4 separate regions of the Mus musculus genome follow, and regions 1, 2 and 3 are each linked to region 4. Evidence: chromatin contacts called from public HiChIP or PLAC-seq data. All regions are on one chromosome and are shown on one strand. The core of a region is the stretch at or near the end of the contact, and the rest is flanking DNA. Distances in the headings are between cores, read along the strand shown.

What was found. HiChIP or PLAC-seq counts read pairs in DNA pulled down with a chosen protein or histone mark.
Region 1: a contact with region 4 is called in a FOXA1 HiChIP or PLAC-seq map of pancreatic cancer cells. The contact joins two enhancer-like sites. A contact is called at or near these places in 1 of 39 promoter capture datasets (cranial neural crest) and 2 of 115 datasets of contacts at active chromatin or transcription factors (embryonic stem cells and pancreatic cancer cells).
Region 2: an H3K4me3 HiChIP or PLAC-seq map of embryonic basal ganglia shows a contact between it and region 4, with 3 times the contacts expected there. The contact joins two enhancer-like sites. A contact is called at or near these places in 2 of 39 promoter capture datasets (the C10 cell line and cranial neural crest), 1 of 15 datasets of contacts at CTCF or cohesin (the NIH/3T3 cell line), 3 of 115 datasets of contacts at active chromatin or transcription factors (the HPC-7 cell line, embryonic basal ganglia and embryonic stem cells) and 1 of 9 other capture datasets (embryonic stem cells).
Region 3: an H3K27ac HiChIP or PLAC-seq map of double positive thymocytes shows a contact between it and region 4, with 4 times the contacts expected there. The contact joins two enhancer-like sites. A contact is called at or near these places in 9 of 39 promoter capture datasets (the C10 cell line, the HPC-7 cell line, cranial neural crest and 5 more), 2 of 15 datasets of contacts at CTCF or cohesin (the NIH/3T3 cell line and large pre-B cells), 5 of 484 Hi-C or Micro-C datasets (the C10 cell line, bone marrow-derived macrophages, group 2 innate lymphoid cells and 1 more), 12 of 115 datasets of contacts at active chromatin or transcription factors (the HPC-7 cell line, cardiomyocytes, double positive thymocytes and 8 more) and 1 of 9 other capture datasets (embryonic stem cells).

The regions. Positions count from the first base shown.
Region 1 is chr1:63,704,597-63,708,195 of GRCm38.p6, reverse strand. All of the region lies in intron 9 of Mdh1b (malate dehydrogenase 1B, NAD (soluble)), which reads left to right. Among named protein-coding and RNA genes, the nearest start is that of Dytn, 19 kb to the right of the region's middle. Within about 2 kb of position 2,230, at least 26 of the 459 cell types and tissues checked have an H3K27ac peak or open chromatin away from gene starts, as enhancers often do. A contact at or near this core is called in pancreatic cancer cells, where this site is marked.
Region 2 is chr1:64,408,036-64,411,411 of GRCm38.p6, reverse strand. No RefSeq gene overlaps it. Among named protein-coding and RNA genes, the nearest start is that of Gm36148, 110 kb to the left of the region's middle. Within about 2 kb of position 2,036, at least 23 of the 459 cell types and tissues checked have an H3K27ac peak or open chromatin away from gene starts, as enhancers often do. A contact at or near this core is called in embryonic basal ganglia, where this site is marked.
Region 3 is chr1:64,447,679-64,451,324 of GRCm38.p6, reverse strand. No RefSeq gene overlaps it. Among named protein-coding and RNA genes, the nearest start is that of Gm36148, 67 kb to the left of the region's middle. Within about 2 kb of position 2,359, at least 39 of the 459 cell types and tissues checked have an H3K27ac peak or open chromatin away from gene starts, as enhancers often do. A contact at or near this core is called in double positive thymocytes, where this site is marked.
Region 4 is chr1:64,087,033-64,090,760 of GRCm38.p6, reverse strand. All of the region lies in intron 1 of Klf7 (Kruppel-like factor 7 (ubiquitous)), which reads left to right. It overlaps Gm13748 (a long non-coding RNA gene), which reads right to left. Exons shown (of 3, transcript XR_003947836.1): 3 at 1-154. Among named protein-coding and RNA genes, the nearest start is that of Gm13748, 9.6 kb to the right of the region's middle. Within about 2 kb of position 2,335, at least 186 of the 459 cell types and tissues checked have an H3K27ac peak or open chromatin away from gene starts, as enhancers often do. A contact at or near this core is called in double positive thymocytes, embryonic basal ganglia and pancreatic cancer cells, where this site is marked.

The sequences.
Region 1 (3,599 bases), core at 981-3,480, 380 kb after region 4:
GGCTGGACGAGAGGAGTATCATGAGACAGGGATAGGAACTAGGAACATTTTTAAACTAATGAGTGATTTGGGACAGGAGAGAGACAGATGTAAATTTTAATCATTTAAAATGATTGCTGTCCATACTGTCTGAAATGAGAGAGTGATTCAAAAGAAAAATCAAGAAGGCCAGCTCTGTAGCAGAAGAGATGCTAAGAGCCCAACAAAGCAGTGGCCATGGTGGTATAGAGCTGCAGCTAGAACTGTAAAAGTTGGGCAATTTGAGAGGACAAAGGAAAGCCAAGGTAGTCTAGAATGCGCCAAGGGTTGAGGCTGGGGAAATGGTTCAGTAGGTAAAGGGCTTGCTAGCAAGTATGAAGACTGGGAGGGAGACAGGAGTGTCGTTGGTACTTGCTAGATAGGCTAGCCAAATCAGTGAACTCTAAACTCAGTGAGACCACGCCTCAAATAGTAAGGTTGAGAGCAACTGAGGAAGACAGCTGACATTAACCTCTGGCCTACACATATACACATGTATGTACACACACACACACACACACACACACACACACACACACACACACTGCCCAGGGATTTTGGCCTTAAGACATATCATTCCCTGGAATAATACTCCTCTGATAGTGGGACCCAAATGAGTTAGGAATGTGAAGCTATTTATGTCTGTCCTAAGAACAGCTTGGATAAGTTAGAGTCCCCATGATGAATGCCTCTACTGCCTTTGTCATTTACTATGTGTGCTAACTCTTAAGAATGACTGGCAGGGCTGGAGAAATGCCTTAGCAGTTAAAAGCACTGACTGCCCCTCCAGAGGTCCCGAGTTCAATTCCTAGCAACCATATAGTAGCTCACAACCATCTATAGCAGGATCTGATACCCTCTTCTGGTGTGTCTGAAGGCAGCTAAAGTGTACTCATATAAATAATAAATAAATCTTAAAAAAAAAAAGAATGACCAGCAAAGCATTTCTGAAGTAAAGAATAGAAATGAAGATGAAGAAGGTTTTGAGGAATCCTGTAAGTGAGCATGTCTACTGAGCAATGAACACATGTCTTTGAGCATAAGACAGAATTGGGCAAAATATGAGGATATAGAGTGATCAGCAATCATTACTTCTTATTAGAAAATGGTAACTCTGGTGACCTTTAGGAAGAGGTCACAGGTGACTAGAGAAAGGACACTTCACCTGTAGTCTCTCATGTATTCAACTTGGTTTCAATAGACATTGCTTATGAATTCAAACATAGAAAGAAATGTGTGGATGTCTGGATAGGTGGGTGTCAATGTTTCCCCACCACTGGAGAGGAAAGGGATGAAGCTACAGGAGAGTAGGTAGATGAGTCCTCAGGACAGAATACAGGGCCAGTCCTAAACTAGGAACATGTTTAGTGTTAAGTCTGGAGGAAGAGACAATGATTGCAGATGGAGGTACCTGTGCAAGCAAAGAAAGTGCAGAACAAAGCAGGAGACAAGGCCAGATCCAGAGATTCAGAGACCACAATGAAGAAGGGCAGAGTTTGAAATAGCTACTTTTTAAAAGGATAAACCATTCAGAAAAGGTACGGGGAGTTCCTTGGAAGTCAGAGATCAAAATTTGTAGGGAGTCCAGTGTGTGGTTGTGGGATTCCCTAAAAACAATGCCCAGCTGCCTGGATGCAGAGGTGGAAGGTGCCCCCAAATATTAGCCTGGGCATCCATCCCAAATATTAGTGTGTACCTCCATTCCATTCTGTGAGAATGACAACACTCAATGCTGTGCTCCAAAACTTATTCTGAGGTTTCTCATGCTGCCTTTATTTGGAATAACGAATTGTCTCTGAAAAGTTTTCTTCTTTTTCTCGATATTCTACTCCTTTGCTTACTTAGGCTTTAAATAGTTGCTGAGGTGATTTTTCCCATCAGCACGGAATGTGGGATGGAGAATGAGCTCAGTCTTGTTGTTCACTTGGCATTTGAGGAGGAAGAGGGCTAAGGCAAGGAGGTGAAGATAACTGAGAGAAACATTGACTCTGGCGGGTTTATACCACATAAGGAAGAAAAGGCTAACTAGGAATCAAAGTCCAACCAGAGGTGATTTTTAAAAGATCTAAGACCCGATCGCTGCCGTTTCTAACCATCTAAGACAGTTGCTGTCTTTCAGAATGAACTAATAAAAAGAAACTGGCGGAAGGCTCTTGGTTCAGACCAAGGAGGATTTAGTGGAGGTGTGGGCAGAGTGTGAGGCTGGGGAATTCAGAGCTTGGCTGATGACCAAATCCCTAGGATGGAGCCAAAACAAACACAGCCCAGGGCAGAGTGGAGGTGGCGGGGGGGGGGGGGCTCTATAAGTCCAAGGGGCATCTGGTTTTAACTGGAGCTCTTTTATTTTTAAAATTTACAGCTCCTCTGGGTGGCTACCTTCTTTTGGCAGACTAGAGCTATAATTTTCTTTCTTTAGAAAGGGCTACAAAACTGTATATGACTCACTGACTGGTAGCTGGTCCTAAATTTTCCAACTATTCTTGATTATAGAGTGTCTTGTAAAAGAATGTGGTGTAGAATAGGCTGAATTTTTATTAACAGAGATCTAGATTACTTTGCTACCTTTGGACCTTTTATCGCTTACAAAAAACTAAACCCACTGCCCCAGATATTCCAAAACTCAGAAACTTAAAAATAATGAGAGACTGAATCTCTGAGCTTGGAGATCTCTGTTTTTAACTCACTGTTGAGAAGATACATGTAGGAGGGTATGACATTTCATCAATTAACTTAATACTGTTCTGGAATTTAGACAATACACTGAGTTTTAAAACATCAAAAGGCCTCTGGCCCCTCCATAGATGACAACCAGGAAGAGCCCAAGGCCATGAATGCTTGCAGACTGAGGTGGGAGGAGAAAAAAAAATGTTCCTTTTAATCTAAGAATGTGCACCAAGTTTCAAAGAAAGAAAGTTTTATTATTTTATTTATTTACATGTCAAATGTTGTCCCCTTCCCAGTCTCCCCTCTGCAACCCCCCATCCCATCTCCCTCCCCTTTGCCTCTAAGAGGGTGGTCCCCCCACTCACCCACTCCCACCTCACCCCTCTAACATCCCCCGTTCACTGCGGCAACAAGCCTCCACAGGACTAAGCACCTCCCCTCCCATTGATGCCAGATAAGGCAGTCCTCTGTCACATATGTATTGGGAGCCATGGACCCAGCCATGTATACTCTTTGGTTGGTGGTTTAGTCCCTGGGAGCTCTGAGGGTTCTGATTAGTTGGTGATATTGTTCTTCCTGTGGAATTGAAATCCCCTTCAGCTCCTTCAGTCTTTCCCTAACTCTTCCTTTTGGTTCCCCAGGCTCAGTCAAATGGTTGGCTGTGAGTGTCTGCATCTGTCTTAATCAGGTGCTGGCAAAACCTCTCAGAGTACAGCCATACTAGGCTTGACTCAAGACTAGCCAGCACAAAGGTTCTAGTCACACACACTGTGCCAGAAAAGGACCTAAGAGCCTATGATACATCAAGACTGACAATTAATTAAGCAGCTTAAGAAAATGGTTTTGTAGGTCAAAATGAAGGAAACATGATTGGCAATCTAAATACTCAGAGGGAGAGGAAAGATCAGTTAACATGA
Region 2 (3,376 bases), core at 787-3,286, 320 kb before region 4:
AAGTGATAAGTCAGCACCCCCACCCCCACCCCACGACTCGCAGTAGCACCGTGCCTGGAGAGTTCTTGACTGAACCAAGGAAGGCCTGCATCTGTCTGAGATGCTGGTGAGACTGAGCTTGTTTCCTCATGACAGACCGGTCTGAAAATAAGAGTAAAGAGCAAAGCTACAGCAAATCTTTGTCTTGTTCTTCTTGGTGTCTGTAAGAAGCACTTGCTGAATTTATCCTGATTGATTTATCACTATTTCTGTCTCATTGTTCTCCTGTCCCTCAGCCCCACCATTCTACACTAGAGAACCTTCAAAAGACCCTCCCAGTGGCATGAGGATGTCTTGCATAAGATCATGTGGAAGACAAACTGAATCATCACTGAGTGTTTCCCCTAAACATTTTTTTTTCTCCTATGAATACCAGTTTGAAGTCCTTGGGCCAAGTTGGTAGGTCTCCCTTTTTTCTTCTTTTATAATAAGTGCCATCTGATGAAGGTCTTTAAAGCTTGATGAACTAAGACTTTTGGTAAGTCCATGTCATTGGCCCCCAGACCTAACGATAGAGGTTTCCGGATCGCAGTAATGATGGGAAGTTGAGTGACCTTGAGGGCTAAGACCAAGCTCCAGTGAAGATTAAAGGTTGACTGAACTATGTTTTTCTTTAGGCTCCTCTGGGATAAGGGGTGGGGGAGGGGGAGGGTAAAATGGAAGCATCATATTTTGGAGGCGACAAGAAATCCTCATAATGGAATTGGGAAATGGGATAAGGAAGAAGAGGAGGCTAACAAAGATTACATTACCCAGATGTTCTTATTCATTCTTCCTAGACTCTCTGGGAGAGAGGGTAAGACACAAGTCAGGGGCTGGAGAGGTGGCTCAGTGTTTAAGAGCACTTACTGTACCTCTAGAGGCCCTGTGTTCAATTTTTAGCACCCATATGGTAGCTCACATTATCTGTAACTCCAGTTCTAGGGGATCATGTATGGCACCAGGCATATACATGGTACACATAAATGTGCATGCAGGCAAAATACCCATGCCCATAAAATAAAATAAATAAGTCTTTAAAAGTCCAAAACAAAACCCATACATAGCTCAGGCTTATTCCAACTCAGAGGTGAGAAAGAAGAAATGTTTGTTTGTTTTTTTCTTTTGTGAGACAGAGTCTTTGTACATTTCTGAGGCTAACCTAAGACTCAAGTAGTACAGGCTCACCTTGAAGATCCTCTTGCTTCAGTGTCCTGAGTGCTGCAATTATAGGTATGTATCACCACACCTGGCTGGAGCTGGGCTATTTGGTTGCACAATCCCTCTGCCTGCTGCAGAACATCCATCCATCCATCCGAAGTGGGCTCTCGTAGTCAGAGAAGCAGCAGAGCCAAGAACCATAGGTATTCACAGTTAGCATGCTTTCTTGCTTAAGGAGGAGTGGGAGGGGAGGGGACACTGCCCTAACCTGTTACAGTGGGAGAGTGGGAGGTGGAGTAGCCAGCCGGTCAGATGTGCAAAGAAGCCATCTTTCAGGGTTTCCCTCTTAGTGTGTTAATAAAGAGTATCTCCAGGCAAGAGAAAACAGTGGGAAGCCAGCAAGTGGGAACTTTAGAACAGCCAGTTTTTCTATAAATTCTGCAAGTTAACTGGTAGCTACCCTTGGTGTGGTTTGAGAATTTTTTTTTTTTTAATTTTTATCTTTTGCAAGAGCAGAGGTACCTGATCGACAGATAGCCTCAAAGAAATCTGATTGCACAATACACTTTGAAATTATCTGTTGTGGACTCTTTCTTTTCTCTTTCTCTCTTTTTTTTTTTTTTTTCTTCACAAACCCAAGAATCCTTTAGCTAATTCTTTTCCCAGTGAAGGAGCCAATCAATGTTCTTTCAGGGGAGAAAATTACTAGAGAGCCTAGTATGTGTTTTGATGCCCTAATGAGGCACTATGAATTATCCAACCCAAACCAATTAAGTCTCAGCCCAGCTAGAAGGCTACAGAGGAGATGAGGAGACAGCATGCATTTAGGGCAGAATTAACGGCTTCCATAGCCTGGAAACAGGCTTGGGGGGAAGCCAGACCTTGGAGGAGCTCTGCTGTCCTGAGAGTTGGCAGCCAAAATGTGTTCTAGCCCAACATGAATGCTGACACATTTGCTTCTTTGGCCTTAAATTTTTTAAAATGTCTGTAAAACATAAAATATGTTTTGAACATTACATAAGACTATTAAGAGAGAGCAGATCTTGAGAACATGGTATGTCAGAGACAATAAAATAAGTGAAATGAACTGCTACTGACTGGAGACTTGACCTTGGGCCAGTTGCTCAGTCCTTTCATGTCAATCAAATAGGAAATTATAGCTCAATAATGTGGTTTTGGATTGCAGCTCAATAAGCAAGCTCTAATCTCTTGGTTATGCCTTACTGTACCACGGGAAACCAAGCGCTTATTTTCATTTTAATGGGATCTCTTCCAGTGGGCTGTGACTTTCTGAGGCATGCAGCACAATGCTTGGCTTGGTGTAGGAACTCAGGAACATTGAATAGATTGTAGAGCGAATAGTTATTCATATACTATAAGCCCAGAGGTAGCTGAATATGTGCACTATCAGCCCAAAGAACTGCCTAAATGCAATGGATTCTATTGACTTTTTATACAGTACGTGTATGATATGAAAATATATAAAAAGGGCAGGGGAGTTGGCTCAGTCAGTAAACTGTTTGCTGTGCAAGCTGGAGGGCCTTTTTGGATGTCAGAATTCAAGGTAAGAAAGGCCAGGTACATGGGTGTACAGCTCGAATCCCAAAGTGGGAGGGAGGCACAGTCCCTGAGGCTTGCTGGCCAGCCAGACTAGAAGAATCAGCAAGCTCCATTGTCTCGAAATATAAAGCAGAGTGACTACTGATGTTGACCATGTTCATATACACAAAACTACATAAAGTGATTGGTGCAGATTATGGAGAAAGGACAGCAGATTTGAACTGGTGAGGCTTGTGTGTGATGAGAACCACAACACAGGCTCTGGAGTCAGGTAGTACAAGGCTGGAGTCTTGGCTCTGCTCTCTCGTTAGGGAGCTTTATGTACTTGGCTGTAAGTTACTTCCCTTTCCTGGTCTTCAGCTGCTTCTTTTGGATTTTGTAATTTTCAGCAAAGACCATATAACCTAGAAACCTCCAAGAAGCTTTGAGAAACTGTGTGAGTGTAGCAGCACTCAGCCAAAGCTGGCCACTGGCATCCAAAAGTCTAGAGTGACGTGCAAAAGTTCTCTATCAAGTTCTCTTTAGGTCTCTTATGCCAGCTTTTGATGAATATCCAAGCAACATTTTATTTCACATACCCCTTTCCTGCCTTTATGATCCACCCCTCTATGTCCTGGCTCCATTTGCAATATACAAG
Region 3 (3,646 bases), core at 1,110-3,609, 360 kb before region 4:
ATAGATAGATAGATAGATAGATAGATAGATGGGTAGATGATAGATTCTGGGGCTGTAGCTCAATGGTAGATAAAGTAGATTGTTTCCTAGCATATGCAAGGCCTTTCCTCCTTTCTGCAAAAGCAACACCACCCCTTCAAATAATACCAAAAGCAACAACAGCAGCAGCAGCAACAACAACCAAAAAAACCCCAACCAACCAACCAACCAACCAACCACCAAAAAAGTAAGACAAAATCACCACCACAGAAAGAAAGGAAGAGAAAAAGAAAGAAAGAAAGAAAGAAAGAGGAAGAAAGAAAGAAAGAAAGGAAGGAAGGAAGAAAGGAAGGAAGAAAAAAGGAAAGAAAGAAAGAGAGAGAGAGAGAGAGAGAGAGAGAGAGAAGGAGAAAGAAGCAGAGAAAGAAGAAGAGAAATGAAACAGAATAAACTGGGGAGGATGGGACTTTAATAGCCTGTTCATGCAAATTCCTTTTTCTGTCCAGAATTACTCTTGTCTCCAGGCACAGAGCATATGCCTCTCACAAGACACTCTCGTGGCCTCTCCTGAGCTCCAATTTCATGCATATACAATTCTAAGTATAAAAACAGAAATTTGGAATCAGCTGCTACAGCAGCTAGCAATTATTCAACCTGTGAAGGTCAGAATGTAACAGGTTTGCTTTCATTTCTACCAGTGTCTGTCTTTTTCAAAATCATTTTCTGCTAGAATGTTTGGTATACAGCTAAGACGGGTTCACCACAGGGAAAGTTTGAAAACAGTAGGCAGGTAGAAGACTCACCCTGAGTCCCACTGTTTCGGTGTAACTTGTGGTGGTTTGAACGAGAATGGCTCCTGCATGCTCATTGATGCAAATGTGTGGTCCCCAGTTAGTGGCACTGTTTGGGAAGGATCAGGAGGTGTGACCTTGTTGGAGGAGAGGTGTTACTAGGGGTGGGCTCTGAGCTTTCAAAAGTGTTTCTCTGCCTGCTGTGTGTGGGTCAGAATGCTAAGCTCTCAGCTACATCTCTAGCCTCATGGCTCTGTTTCCCACCATAAGGATCATGGACTAACCCTCTCAAAGTGTAAGCAGGCCTCTATTTAAATGCTTTCATTTATACAAGCTGCCTTTGTCATGGTGTCTCTTCACAACAATAGAACAGTGACTATGGTACTGCTATTACTAATATTTTGTTGTGTGTTTTCCAAATATGCTCATATTATAACAGCTGCTGCTGGGGTTCCCACACCCCACTCTTCTTTCTTCTTCTTCTTTGGGTTTTTAAGACAAGGTCTCATGTAGCTCTCAAACTCTATATAGCCAAGGGTCACCTTGAACTCCTGATCATCTTGCCTCATTTTCAATCACATCTCCTTGGAATTGAGCTGTAGTTTATTGTAGATCCAGTATGGTCTTCTGGTGACACTGGCTTGGTTCTTACAGGTTCGGTGCCTTCTGTAGACTAGGGACACTGTACAGATATGTTCTGGTCTACAGTTATTTTTCAGAATCCCAGTGAGGTAGGAGGGACATGCCATTACTGTAAGTATCCATTGAAGACTATAAAGAGGTAAAGAGTCTTCCTGTGGGTGACTCAGCGCGACAGTCTATCAAAGGAGAAGACTTGAATATGACTGTAGGTTTTCTGTTTGTTCATCTCAGTGTAGCCTTATTGCCTGGCTTAATTATTTCAAATGCAGATCCACACTTCAGTGCTTTAGAGATAACTAGTAATTTCTAAAAAAAAAAAAAAGGCTTTAAATTCTCATAGGTAGTTCCATTAACGAAGGGATAAAATGGGGGAAGTGGGAGGGAAGTGAGGAAGGGAAGAGTTAAGTCAGAATGAGTGTTTGCAAACTCGCAAGAATTTACATTTGTGGAAGTCTGTGGCTGTTGAACAAATGTGTGTATCACAATTTTTAGAGACAGAACAGAGGGCATTCAACACAAATGCCTACAAAACACAGACACCTGTTAACATGAGAGAGACCGATGGGGGCACGTTAGGGAGTGGTGGCATTGTCAAACCAGAGAGGGCACCTTCCACCTCCAGGTGTTGGCCCTCCTCAGATCTAGCAGAAAACAAACAAACAAAAAACAAAACAAAACAAAAACAAAAAACAAACCCCAAACCTTCTTCAGCCTTGTCAACTCCTCTCATTCTGCTGAGGACCAAAGCCAGGAGATTTTTATGTAAAATGATAATTTTTAAAAAAGTACACTATAGACCACACTAATGATGCTTGCAAGTGAACTGTGCCTCAGGCTCCAGCCTTGGCACGTGTGAAATTTGATCTCTAGAGAGTTTCAGGTTGCTAAGTAGTGAGGGTTTCCTTTTCTACTGAAATATTCTTCGAGTTGGCGGGACTCTGTTGGAGTTATGAAATGCCTCCCCCCACCCCCCGTTTCTGCAGCAGTCTGCTCCATTCTCTAGAGCTGATGTCTGTCCTCTGCCTCTCCACAGTTCCCACACAGGTTGCCTTCTGTGGACTAGCCCGGCAGCTCTGAGTGCTGGTCCTCAGGTCTAAGCTGTGCACTGTCCTGGGCCACAGAAACTTACCTGACTTACTGAAATCATAAATGATCAGTCCCTTTAAGAAGCCAGGAAGTGGTTGGTTTTTTTAATCAACAACCACAGACCGTTACGTTTACCTAACTGTTTATGAACTGGTCTTGCGTTTACTTCACATGTACAAATGCTTTTCCTTGGAACGGAAGACAGTCACTTCTGCCAGATCCTGTTCATTTGAGAGTTCTTCTGAGCTTATCGCCATGGGAAAAACATTTCTTCCTCCAAGGATCTGAGTTCTGAAAGTTCAGGGGCCCAGTAATGCCATGATTTAATATCCAGTAATTTCTTCTGCCCTCCTGTAAAACCTATGTAAAATGGTAAATCCTAAATCCGTATTGAAACGTAAAGATGGTGTTGTGCTATGTGCATATTTTCCTTTGTGTGCTTATGCTACACAAAATGGATGCAATATTCTATGAAATACTTTTGGAAAACGAGATTTTAAACAAAATCATGCTATTAGAAGGTTGACCACGAGAGGGCAGCATTGTCTACACAAATCTGAATCACAGGCCAATGCCAAGGTTGTATGGCTTAGCCACCATTTGGTTTCAAATACGTGGGAAAAAAAATATTAGCAGCAGCATTATTTATGCTTACATTTGCATTCTTTTCAATAAGGAACTTAGGTCTCTAGGTCTGGCTCACCATTAGGACAAGTCTAATTCTGTCTATATAACAACATCTATTTTCCTCCCCCACTGTGTTTTTTTCTCTTTTCCAAGCAAGCTTCTTTCATATTCTGCAGACAATGTCTGTAGCTTTATTATTTGTTTTAAGAATATGATAACGCTCTTTTATGATCCAGCCATATGTGTGTGTGTCTGTGTGTGAGTGCACGCACACTCATGGATGAGGGTGTAGGTGTTATGCACATAGAAGTCAATCTTGGGTGTTGTTTGACATTTCCCACCTTGGCATCTGTCTGTCTGTCTATACATGTATGTATGTGGTATATATGTATCTGTATATATGTCTATCTATCTTTCATCTACCTATGTATGTATGTATGTATGTATGTATGTAAGTTCTCTAGCACTAAGACTGTAAACAAGGTCCTTGTTTTTTCTTTTTCAATGTTCTTGATTTCTTT
Region 4 (3,728 bases), core at 1,086-3,585:
ATACGGACTGCAGAGAAGAAACAGGCAGGTGTTTGCATCTGTCTGGAGTGAGCCAGAACGTGCAGCCAAGTCTTTGTCTTCAGAGGAGACTGTTTCCCTCCTGCTTGATCAGTGTGAATCTGTGGCAGGTGCCTTCTAGGTGAAATGATGGTACCTTTCAAAGCAATAGGACAGCATTTTAGGATGGATTTCTTGGCTCAAGAGATCACCTCAGGTTACCTAAAATTTCAAGTTGAAACATAAGTTTCATATGTTCATTCAACCAGAATATCTTGGAGGTTCATAAAGGCATTTTGCTGCGTGCTGGGGCCTAATTGGTACATCACAGTCTATTCTCTGAACTACTGTTCTTTGTAGGGAAAGATGGGCAGTTCAACATGAAAACGGAGAGCTGAGATCAGTCTGGGACCTTGTAAACACTGAATTGCAAGTAAAATTAAGTAGTATGGAGATGGATGGATGGGGGGTATTTTGGGTTGGCTTGTTCAGGCAAGCCAAAGAAGGGCTGTCTGGGTAGGTAACAGTGAACTGAAACAAAGATTAAACAGTGCTGATGTGCAGTAACCCAGGAGCCCATGTACTGGGGAGTAGGAGGGCAGGTACAGGTACTACGGTTTGGAAAGGTACTTGGTCTTAGAATGTTGTCTGCCTAAGGAATGTAATGAATGAAAGAGAGACAGAGAGAAAGACAGGTCAGCAGGGGCCTGAGTAAAGTAGTAGGGGATGGATGGCAGGCCATTGGTGAATTACAGCAGAAGCTTGAATGGGAGCCGTTGAACATGTGGTTTTGTAGAGAAGCAAGGGAACCCCTGTGTGGGGAACACTGAGGAGAGAGGCAGAGGAAGTAAATAATGGACCAGATCCAGAGGCTGGGGGGTGGGAGGGAGACAAGAAGAGCATGGTGTCCATTTGTCCACTCTGCTATCCTTGGTGTTTTTTAGAAGCAAGAGAAAGAAAGAGGAGATGGCCAAGGGAGATGGCCTCTGTGGGTCAAAGAAATGGATTTTCCTTCCACTCCAGGAAGCAAAACTTCCTCTACTCCATGAAATAAACCTTCCTCTCAGCTTAGAGTATGAGATTTGCTCTATACTGTAAACACGTAAACTTATCCCCTGAAGCTCTGAAGTACTTACAGTTAAAGCCTGGTAAGAAATTTGAACACAGACAACCAGCCTGCCTCTTATGTTTTTCAGTGAAGAAATTTTTGAATTCATCATAGTTCTGGGCTCCAGTCTCCAGAATTGTGACCACTGATGGGTTTTCAATTTGATCAGAGTTGCTTGCTCTGTTCATTCATTCACCCACCCATTCACTCATTAAGCAAAATATATGGCAGGTCACAAGTCAGGAATGAGTCCAGTTGCCTTTGTCATGCACATACTCTAGCTAAATTTTCATTTTAGAGATTGATGAAATCAATAGCCTCAAGGAGCCAAGAAATACAAAATTGTAGCCCTCTGTTAAACCAGGATCACTGAGTGTCAGAGGCATTGGGGTTCCTGTTCAGAGGCAGGTCTCATACAGTCCCGGTCCTCCAAACCCTTTCCCTTCACCACACTATTGACATTGGGCGTCTCATGCTTTGACCCTGCCCTCCATGGTCGGGTCTTCCTTTGATCTTCCCATTGCTATTTCACGCCATCTGAGTGCCACAGACTGTGCATACACTCTAAGCTCAGCCCATCCTTCCCTTAGATGAGAATCCTGAGCTCAGAGAGGTTGAGGTTGCTCCATCATGCAGCCATTTTAAATATTTTAGGAAATTGATTTTACCGGCACACAGTTACACAAAATCACAACTGTTGCACAAGAAAAGCGGTTCAGGGCTGGCTTTCATTGTGCCCTTGGCTGCCATTTTTCCATGGTCTGAGGAAGTACAACACTCTTCCTGTACCCTGCATTGTCTGTAACGTTCCGATCCCGAGGTTCCTGGAAGCTGTATTTGAGTGTCTTCTGTGATTGTCAGCAACTAGATTGCATCTGCCACTGAGGGCCCCAGTGGGCTTTGAACCTCTTCTTCTCCGGAAATTCATGCTGTTGAGAGGGAGAGGACAACACCGTCCATGCGTGCAGTGATGCCCTGAGTCAAAGAAGTGTGTGTGTGTGTGTGTGTGTGTGTGTGTGTGTGTGTGTGTGTGTGTGTGTAGTAGAGGAAGGGCATATTTAATTAACCCAACTCAGAAGTCTGTAACAGTGTTCTAGGAGGGAGTCCGTGAGATGACTTTACTAAATAAATAAGAATCCCAGAAGCGCCAGTCAGGCTGAGCAGCAACCTGGGAGAGGAAGGGGAGATGATGTCATGGTTTCGGCATGTTCCCATCCTGACTGCTGAGAGTACCGAGGCTCATGGAGTTTGTGTAGGGTGTGTGAGTGTGTACAGGGTTAATAGGAACGGGTGGGGTGTGTACGAGTGAGCTGTAAAACAGATTAATAACCCCTTGTCAGACCTTTCCCCGTTAACTGTGTTTTTCAGTAATTTTAGTTTGAATGAGAGAGAGCTCTCTAGCCAATTAGTGTTTATTTGTTTCTTTTGGCAAGGCATGTTGGGTGGTGGGGAGAGGAATGAGATTGGTGAGTTTCAAATTTGTGTTTTGTTTTTGCATTTTGGAGGAAGTGAGTAGCATGAGTTTGGGTTTTCAATGCTGCCCCCCCTCCCTCCCCGCTTTTAAGAGGCAGGAGGCAAGACGTGGCCAGCTGGTGCCTTGAACTGACACAGGTGCAGAGGCTGTGGGGGGTGGGGAGCCAAGAATAATTACAGGTTTCTGAAGCATCAGGCCCTGCCTGACACAAGCGCTCGTCAAGAAAACTGCTCTTTATGGAAAATTAATGGTGAAGCTTAAAACCCGTCGGGCTCATTGTTGTTCTTGGGACACCATCTTGCAGAAAAGAGGTCTTTCCCCAGGTCCGTGGGCTCTGTGAGACGCCTGCCTTCCCAAACAGGAACTGCTTAGCGTTGTTACTGACTGTAATGGATTTTTTCCTTTAGGATTGTGAACTTGAGACCCCTGTGGGGTTGCATATCAGATATCTTGCAGATCAGATATTTACATTACAATCCCTAACAGTAGCAAAATTACAGTTACGAAGAAGCAACAAAATAATCCTATAGTTAGGGCCACCACAACTGGAGGAACTGTATTAAAGGGTTACAGAATTAGAAACATTGAGAACTACTGCCTTAGGGAGTCATCTTGTTTAATTTTTAGATCTATCTCTTGACAGCAGTATATAGAGAGTAATTTTCTTTGATTCTTAAGGCATGGATTTTATTATGTTCATGAGAATGAAATAATGACTAAAATTGGGACATCTATTGAGACTTGGTTTTAGGGTACTTAAGTAGCAAATAGTAATAGTATTTCCACCTGTTTGATCCTAAATGGTGGCTTGGCTGGAAGAGATGGATAGAGGAGACAAAGGATCATCTGTATGTCTAGCTGTTCGTGTGCACTAGTATCTTAATTACTCCAGAGTTGGAATTTAATTAGCTTAGTAGCTGAGGAACAGTGAGGAGCCTCCTTGAGGGCCAACTGAAGACCGGTGGACTTCAAACTGATATGTTTGGGGAGGTAGCACCCAAAAAAAACAATGAAAAACTGAGTTTTGTCTGTCCGTCTGTCTGTGCTTGGTCCATGTGGCATCCAGTTGACACTGTTACCTTGAAAATTGATGGTAAGAGCCAGGATAAGGCATTCCTATTTGGAGAAGGAGGGAAGCCTAGAACCCAG